Linked DNA regions of Hordeum vulgare: region 2 is linked to region 1. Evidence: chromatin contacts called from public Hi-C data. All regions are on one chromosome and are shown on one strand. Each heading gives the region's core, a stretch centred on a gene start, on an enhancer-like site or on the middle of the called end of the contact. The rest is flanking DNA. Distances are from core to core; before and after follow the strand shown.

The links. Hi-C and Micro-C count contacts between places; a contact is called where the count stands out from the background.
Region 2: a Hi-C map of leaf shows a contact between it and region 1, with 4 times the contacts expected there. The contact joins the promoter of LOC123425233 here to the promoter of LOC123425230 in region 1. A contact is called at or near these places in 3 of 6 Hi-C or Micro-C datasets (leaf and seedling).

The regions. Positions count from the first base shown.
Region 1 is chr2H:88,938,437-88,942,595 of MorexV3_pseudomolecules_assembly, reverse strand. LOC123425230 reads left to right here and starts at 2,097. Exons shown (of 10, transcript XM_045108903.1): 1 at 2,097-2,339; 2 at 2,591-2,688; 3 at 3,241-3,408. The coding sequence starts at 2,596.
Region 2 is chr2H:89,256,591-89,260,749 of MorexV3_pseudomolecules_assembly, reverse strand. It overlaps LOC123425233 (septin and tuftelin-interacting protein 1 homolog 1-like), which reads left to right and starts at 1,934. Exons shown (of 2, transcript XM_045108911.1): 1 at 1,934-2,095; 2 at 2,219-4,159. The coding sequence starts at 2,238.

The DNA of each region.
Region 1 (4,159 bases), core at 848-3,347:
TACTCGTATGCTTAGCCATTTAAGTGCTTGTGTAGACAGAAATGTTAATGATCTGAAGCTTCTGAGTAAACATGCCTATATGATTACTACTCAGGTAGAACAAGTACTTAAAGCTCAGAATGACCTGCTCAATGAATTAAAGGACAACTCTGTCAAAGTCATTACTAGAGGAGGCAAAATGACTTAGGAACCTTTGTATCCTGAAGGTCATCCTAAGAGAATTGATCAATATTCTCAAGGAATTAATGCTGATACACCCAGTCATCCTAAGGAGAAGAAGAAGGATGATAGAAACCTACATGCTAGTTCACCAAATACTGTCACACCTGAAGAACCTAATGATATTTCTGAGTCTGATGCAGAAACACAATCTGGTGATGAACATGAACCTGGTGACAATATGGATAGTGATGTTCATAATAATGCTCAACCTAGCAATGATGAGGATGTGGAGATTGAACCTACGGTTAATCCTGATAACCAACAACCTAAGAGATACGATAAGAATGACTTCACTTCTAGGAAGCATGGTAAAGAAAGGGAGCGGTTTAGATATCGTCATGACTTTGCGCGGTTCTATCAATTGCTCGATAGTAATTTGTTCACCCACCGTGATATTTGCTATTTTGAGAGAAGCATCTAGTGAACACTATGGCCCCCAGGGTCTACTCCACAACATATTTTCAGCCTTACACTTTTTACTTCGTTTCACTTTCCGCCTTCAGATCTCACTTTGCAAACAATCTTGAAGGGATCGACAACCCCTTTGAAGCGTTGGATGCAAGCTTATTTGTGTTTGCGCAGGTACTCTGGACTTGACGAGACCCTCCTTCTGGATCGATACCTTGGTTCTCAAACTGAGGGAAATACTTACTGCTCCTTTGCTGCATCACCCTTTCCTCTTTAAGAGAAAAACCAACGCAAGCCCAACCTCCGTCAACGTGTCAATTTCTGGCGCTGTTGTTTGAGAAGTAGCAGAAGGATTTCTGGCGCCTATGCCGGGGAGGAAGATCAAGTCAAGAACTCATCCAAGTAAGTGTCGCAAACTCATATCTTGCATTTACTTTGTTTGCCAGTTGCCTCACGTTTTCCTCTCCCCCACTTCACCAATTTGCCTTTTTCGTTCACCTTTTTTTCTCGCCCACTTTTTGTTTGCTTGTGTGCTTGTTTGCTGAAGTCATCATGAACGAAAACACCAAACTTTGTGACTTCTCGAATAGTAATAATAATGATTTTATTAGTACTCCGATTGCTCCCGTCATTAGTGCGGAGTCATACGAAATCAATGCCGCTTTGCTGAATCTTGTTATGAAAGAGCGTTTCTTTTTTTACTAAGTTGTCATATATTCATATCACACGTGTGACACTTGCCAGAAAAAATGCTGAAAAAGAGATTTAGAAATGTCGCGGGCTGGTTAACGCGGTGCCCTCCCTTCCCCTCTGCCCACGCACCGTTTTTCTCCTCTCTCTGCCCTTTCGCCACTTCCTCCACCGGGATATTCTTCTCTGTTCGGAGACCAACGAACGACACGGGATATTTTCATCCCGCGCGTCGAATCCTCTTCGAATCCTGAGGGCTCCAGCCTCTAGGGACCTCGAGCGCGATTCAAGCTGTTGTGCTGGCCAGTAGGACCGTCCGCCACTCCCAGGGAGGTAAACACATCCCGCTGCCGCCTGCGCTCGTGTTTTTCCGCTGATTATTTGGTCTTGCTGTGTCTGAATGTGCCAAAATTAACACGGTTGTAGCAAAAGTAAAAAACATCGATTGTAACGAAAAATTCGACGAACTGGAATTGCAACCAAACATATATGCAGCCTTTTACTGGACAAATGTAACAAATTACACGAGAAAAAAAGTTGCATGGAAAACATTTGTATCAAAAAAATACACGGTTGCAACAAATTCAACGAAAAAATGCTGCAAGCATCTGCCAGCGAGGCACGCGGCCCGCACGCGACCGGCCGAACGATTCGGCCCACGCGTCGGGTAGAAGCGTTTCCTTTTTTCTTACTAAGTTGTCATATATTCATATCACACGTGTGACACTTGACAGAAAAAATGCTGAAAAGGAGATTTAGAAATGCCGCGGGCTGGTTAACGCGGTGCCCTCCCTCCCCCTCTGCCCACGCACCGTTCCTCTCTCTGCCCTTTCGCCACTTCCTCCACCGGGATATTCTTCTCTGTTCGGAGACCAACGAACGACAGGGGATATTTTCATCCCGCGCGTCGAATCCTCTCCGAATCCTGAGGGCTCCAGCCTCCAGGGACCTCGAGCACGATTCGAGCTGCTGTGCTGGCCAGTAGGACCGCCCGCCACAGGCCTCCGGCTCCCAGGGAGGTAAACACATCCCGCTGCCGTCGGCGCCCGTGTTTTTCCGCTGATTATTTGGTCTTGCTGTGTCTGAATGTGTGATCCCCCCCCCCCCTCCCTACCTGCCGCGCTGGGTTGCTCCGCTGCTCTGGGTTCACTGGCGGTGGTTTGGGGGGTTCTGGCCGGCCGCCGGCAGCTCCAAGGCTGCGATTTTTCCTTGCCAGAGTTTTCTCGGTTCATTTCCGGAATTCACGCGATTCCCGTGGTTTCCTTGGCAGGGACGATGGCCGTGTATTTGAACGACGATTTGGAGGACCTGCAAGACGACCACTTCGACTCCGACGGGTTCGGCGTCTCCGGCCATCCCTCCAGCCCGGTATGCTTAACCAGGTGCCGGTACAAGTTTCTTGAGTGGTGTGTGTTGCTTCGACACGGAAGCAGATGGGTGCTGGAGTGATGTTACGTGCAAACCACACATTAGTTCCGCTAAAGCTAAATAAAGCATGTTTGCAATTCAGCGACGGAACATGTAGCATACGTAACATTTGTAGACGTTGCCGATGGCCCTACCTAGTGGAAATGGTTGGCACTAAAGGGAAATTTTAGTGCTAAATAAATTAGCTTTTGGAGTGCCTGCCTAAATAAAACATCACTGTTGAGGTGGACATAGGTGATGGCAACAAGCCAACAACTGGGATACCTACTAAATCATGATGTAGGAATGTGCACATGGACATTTATGATTTCTGAGATTATGGAGCAGTTTTCTCTGCGACAGTATAACATGTATGTATATACTTGAGCCTTTCTGGACATGTTACTTTCCCTTTTTGTTAGATTACTTTGGATTGTTTCGGTTTGTATAAACAAATGCATTATTTCCTTTGTTTCAAGGTTATTAATACCTCAATTTTTGTTCTTTCTGTAGAATAAGCATAAGAATGATACATCAGCCTTGGAGTACAGAAATGGAAAAGACATGCAAGGGATACCATGGGAGAGGTTAAAATACAGTAGAGATCAGTATCGCAAGATGAGGCTGAAGCACTACAAGAATTACGAGAACCTCGCGAGGTCACACCAAGGGTTTGATACGGTGAGATTTAGTGTTGTACACTTCTACACGAGTGGTATTGGTGCAAAGCTGTTGTTGTGCTTATTGCCCTTATGGCTCTGCATGCCAATTTTGATGATAGTTGCTATCTTCTTTCCTGCTTATAGAGGTTGGAATTGGTTGTGAGTTCACCTCTCTTTTTCGCACTATTACTCATATGTGGTAACAACAACCTTAGTTGGTTGCACATGGCAATGGTGGTGTTAAACGCCTTCCCGTTCCTGAAGGCATTGCTTGGAGTTGCTCGGACTTGATCTTCGGGGTGAAAACCTATGATCGGATCTTCAGTGGTTGAATCCAGCAGCGGAAGAGCGGTGTGTCATTCCCGTCCCGGGGGCGTTGTTGTTGAAGTAGACCTGGGTAGGGGTAGCCCAACTGACAACCCGACCTGAAAAACCAAGGCCCGCCTGAGTCGGGCTTGTCAATTGAGCAGGATTCAGGCCTCCTTTTGCAGCACGGAAGGTAGTTCCAGACGTGCTCAGGCTTCTCTTTTTCAGGATTTTGTGCCGGGCTTGCAAGTGCAAGTATTGAAAACTGCGTTTGGGCTTCAGATTCGGACCTGAAAAACCAAGGCCAGCCTGAGTCGGGCTTGTCAATTGAGCAGGATTCAGGCCTCCTTTTGCAGCACGGAAGGTAGTTCTAGACGTGCTCAGGCTTCTCTTTTTCAGGATTTTGTGCCGGGCTTGCAAGTGCAAGTATTGAAAACTGCGTTTGGGCTTCAGATTCGACTTAG
Region 2 (4,159 bases), core at 685-3,184, 320 kb before region 1:
AGTCCATGCCCGCAAACCTTCGGCGGCGGCGGGCGGACGAACCCGTGCCTGCATGCGGCGATGCGCCCTTGCCTGGGCTGCGGGAGAGGCTCCCCGACCACTCCATCGCATCGGGCAGCAACCGACGGCCGAAAAAAGACAAATCCGGCGGTCCACGATGAAGTGCCGCAGATCTGCAAATCCGGCGGCCCGCCGACGCAGGGGGGAAGGGAGGGGAGGCCTCGTGCGCGTGGCTGCCTTCCGGCGTGCTCCTGCAGGCTGCTCTCGCCGGAATCTTGGGCGGCGGCCGGCGGCGGCGTGAGGGGGGAGAGGAGAGGTGGTTGGTGGGAGAAAGCGCGGGATGAAATGTCCCCCACCAACCGCTTCCGCTTATATGTAGGGCACCGCAGCCGCGAGGGGAAAACCCGCTTTTTTCCCGGTTGGGTCGGGATTTTGCCATGCCCCCTAAAAAATTTTGCGGACCGGGGTGGGATGCGAGGTCTCATCGGACTGGTTTTTCCGTCCCGACCCGCATTTTGGCGGTTATTTTACGGGCCGGGGCGGGATGCGGGGTCTGCTAGAGTTGCTCTAAATATCTCTCATACTTTTCGACGTTGTTTGTTTTACCACATGTATGTCATTTGTCGCAAATTAAAAGTTTTTTTTCATAGACCCGTCTATTCAGAACTTTTTATCTCCCAATCCGTGCGTTCAAATCTTGAATCATTTTACCGTTGGATTCCTCACGTCGATATCTTCAAATTACATCTCATATTGAAAGGCTTTGATAATTTTTTTTATAAAAAACGAATGAAAAAACCCAAACCAGGAGCACGTTTTTTCCCTTTTCGAGAGACACGACACTGCCCCCCCCCCCCTCATATTGAAAGGCTTTGATATTTTTTTTATAAAAAACGGATGAAAAAACCCAAACCGGGAGCACGTTTCCCCTTTTAGAGAGACACGACACTGCCCCCCCCCCTCCAACACACACACACACAGACGGAAGCAAATCCGTGCATCCACAACAAATAAATTCATGCCACCCATAGTAGAAAAAAATAGAACTTGTATTTTTTTCTTTTTGCGAGAGGCACGATCATGCTTCTCGCATAAGCAAATCCTTGCCTTCACGAGAAATAAATTTGTGTCTCTCACTGAAGGGAAAAAAGAAAACACAGTTTTTGTCCTTTCCAAGCCTCTCATAGAACAAATCCGTGACTCTAACAGTAGATAAAATGCGATTTTTTCTTCCGCGAGAGACACGGTTGTGCCTCTCACGGCAGAAAAAATGTGTGCCTTCACGAAAAGTAAACTCGTGCCTCTCGCGGCAGAAAAAAATGTGTGTTCCATTTTCCGAGAGGCATAGTCACACCTCTCACCGAAGAAAATTCATGCCTCCAGTAAAAATAAATACGTAAATGCGTGACTCTCGTTGAATAGAAAAAAATAGTCTCCGTGTCTTCATAAAAAAGTAAATTTGTACCTCTCGTAAAATAAAAAAAATGATTTTTACGCTAATTTTTTTGTCCAAAACCTAAGAAAATACGCAGAGCCAAAAGAACATTTAAAAATCAAAAAAACATGAATAAAAATAAAAAACAAAATCTGAAAGAAGCGTTCAAAACGCGACACGTCCACCCCGAGAGATCCTTGGAGATGCTTTTGAAGGATCCCTCTTTGATTAGTTGCTCTGCATCAAATAGGTTGTGTCCGATATATATGCTGGACTAATTCCTCATCAACGTTGGCCCAAACACACTTCCCCTAAAAAAATTAAAAAAGAAAAATCCCCTAATAAAATAAAATAAAATCAGCCCATGTTTCCAGCAACCCACAATTGCATATTTTGCATACAGTCCGAATCGGACCACCTCATGGTAAAGCCCATAACACACAACCGACCTTACGCGGGCTATAGCGGTGTAGCCGACCGCTTGATCTAAAAAAAAGACAGTCTCTCGTTTTGCTCAAAAAAGAAAAAGGAAAAGAAAAACAGTCGCTGGTGGAATAGTCCCCCCGACGCGCTCCCTCCCTCCGTCTCTACCCCGACGTGTGCTCGGCGGCGGCGGCGGCGGCGGCGAACTCCGGCGGACAAGGCTTCACGGGCGGCAAGGTAGATACGGCCACCCCTTTTCAGTTCCCACCCCCGCTTGCTCCGTCCCATCGTGTTGATTGGCCGAAACCCTCGGTGAAACCCTAGGTTCTGATTCGAGATTCGCCCGTGTCAAAATCTCAGGTCGAGAGGCGGCGGAGCCATGGAGGAGGACGCCGAGGGCATGGACCGCCTCGACATGGACGGCGACTTCGTGGGCGGCCGCTTCGACCGCGACGGGGAGTTCTACTACAAGAGCCGCCGCCAGCGGGCGCCCCAGACCCGCGACGACGCTGTCTACGGCGTCTTCGCCGAGGGGGACTCCGACTACGACTCCGAGGAGGACGAGGCGTCGCGCCGGCGCCGGCGCCGCAAGCGCCGCAACGACGACTCCGAGCCCGACCTCACCAGGCCCGTGCAGTTCGTCTCCAAGGGCATCAGTGCCCCAAAGCCAGAGGAGGAGGAGGAGCAGCAGAGGTCTGGGCTTGGCCAGGCCGCATCCTCCTCGGCCGCCGCCGCCTCCCAGGAGGATGCAGAGGACGACCAGGAGCCGTACATGGGCCTGCCTACGGGGTTTGGGCAGCGGATCGCCGAGGGTGCGCGCGCGAGGCGGGAGGAGAAGGAGCGGCAGCAGGAGTCTGCCAAGCGCCGGCGCGGTGCATCCGGGGCAGGGTTTGAATCTGGAAAACCGGCACCGCCACCTGGGAGCCTGGAGTCCAACACCAAGGTGGCTAAGATGATGGCTATGATGGGGTACAAGAGAGGAGAAGGCCTCGGCAAGAATGCTCAGGGAATCACTGCACCAGTGGAGACCACCTTGCGCCCCAAGAACGCTGGACTCGGCAGCGTCGAGGGGTTTAAGGAGCCCAAAGCTTTCACTCCCAAGGAAAACTTGCCACCCCCACCTCCTCCACCGCCTGCCAAGAAGGAAAAGCAACGGTGGTCCAAGAAGGCCAGCGCGAAGAAGGATCAGGTATTGACTAAGAATGAGCTGTTGGCAAGGCGTGCCGAGCAGGAACAGGATGAGCAGCCCACACTTGTCCAAAAGGTGATTGACATGCGAGGGCCTCAGGCTCGTGTGTTGACAGACTTGAAGGGGTTGAGTACTGAACATGAGATGGAGGCAAATGATGTGCCAATGCCGGAGTTGCAATACAATGTGCGGCTGCTTGTTGATGAGACTGAGGCTGATATTGTCAGGTTGGATGGGCAGCTGCGACGGGAGCAGGAGAAGGTGGCTAGTTTGGTGCGTGAGAAGGAGAAAGTAGCAAAGCAGGAGGCTTTGCAGAAACACCAGCTGCAAGTTATGGAGACAATTGCAAATGTGCTGGAGAAGGTCCGGGTTGATGACACTGCTGGTTTGCTCACTCTGGGGGGGTTGCTTAAGACCTTCCAGGAATTGAAGTTGCGATATGAGGAGGAGTTCAAAATTTGCAGTGTTGCCTGGGTTGCTTGCCGATTTGCGCATCCACTACTTATCCGGGTATTTCAGGGGTGGCAGCCGCTGCAGAATCCATTGTTTGGCTTGGAGGTCATGTCATCGTGGAAGGATTTGCTGCAGGGTGACCAGCCATATGATTTCTCAGATGCTACTGAATCAATGGCTCCATATGCACAGCTGGTCAGTGAGGTCATCCTACCAGCTGTGCGGATATCAGGAACTAATTCATGGAAGGCTAGGGATCCAGAACCAATGCTCCGTTTTCTTGAGTCATGGGAACGGTTGCTGCCCCCTATCGTGCTCCATTCAATATTGGAGCATGTAATAATGCCAAAGCTCACAGCTGCAGTTGAATCTTGGGACCCGCGGAGCGAGAATGTACCAATCCATGTATGGGTACACCCATGGCTGCCAACTCTAGGGCAAAGGATAGATACACTGTGCCACTCTATCCGGTACAAGCTGAGTAGTGTCCTCCAATTATGGCAAGCTCACGATTCATCAGCTTATGCTGTGCTATCTCCATGGAAGGGTGTATTTGATCCAGCAAGTTGGGAAGACTTGATAGTGCGTTATATCATTCCTAAACTGAAAATGGCACTCCAGGAGTTCCAGATTAACCCAGCAAGCCAAAAGTTTGACCA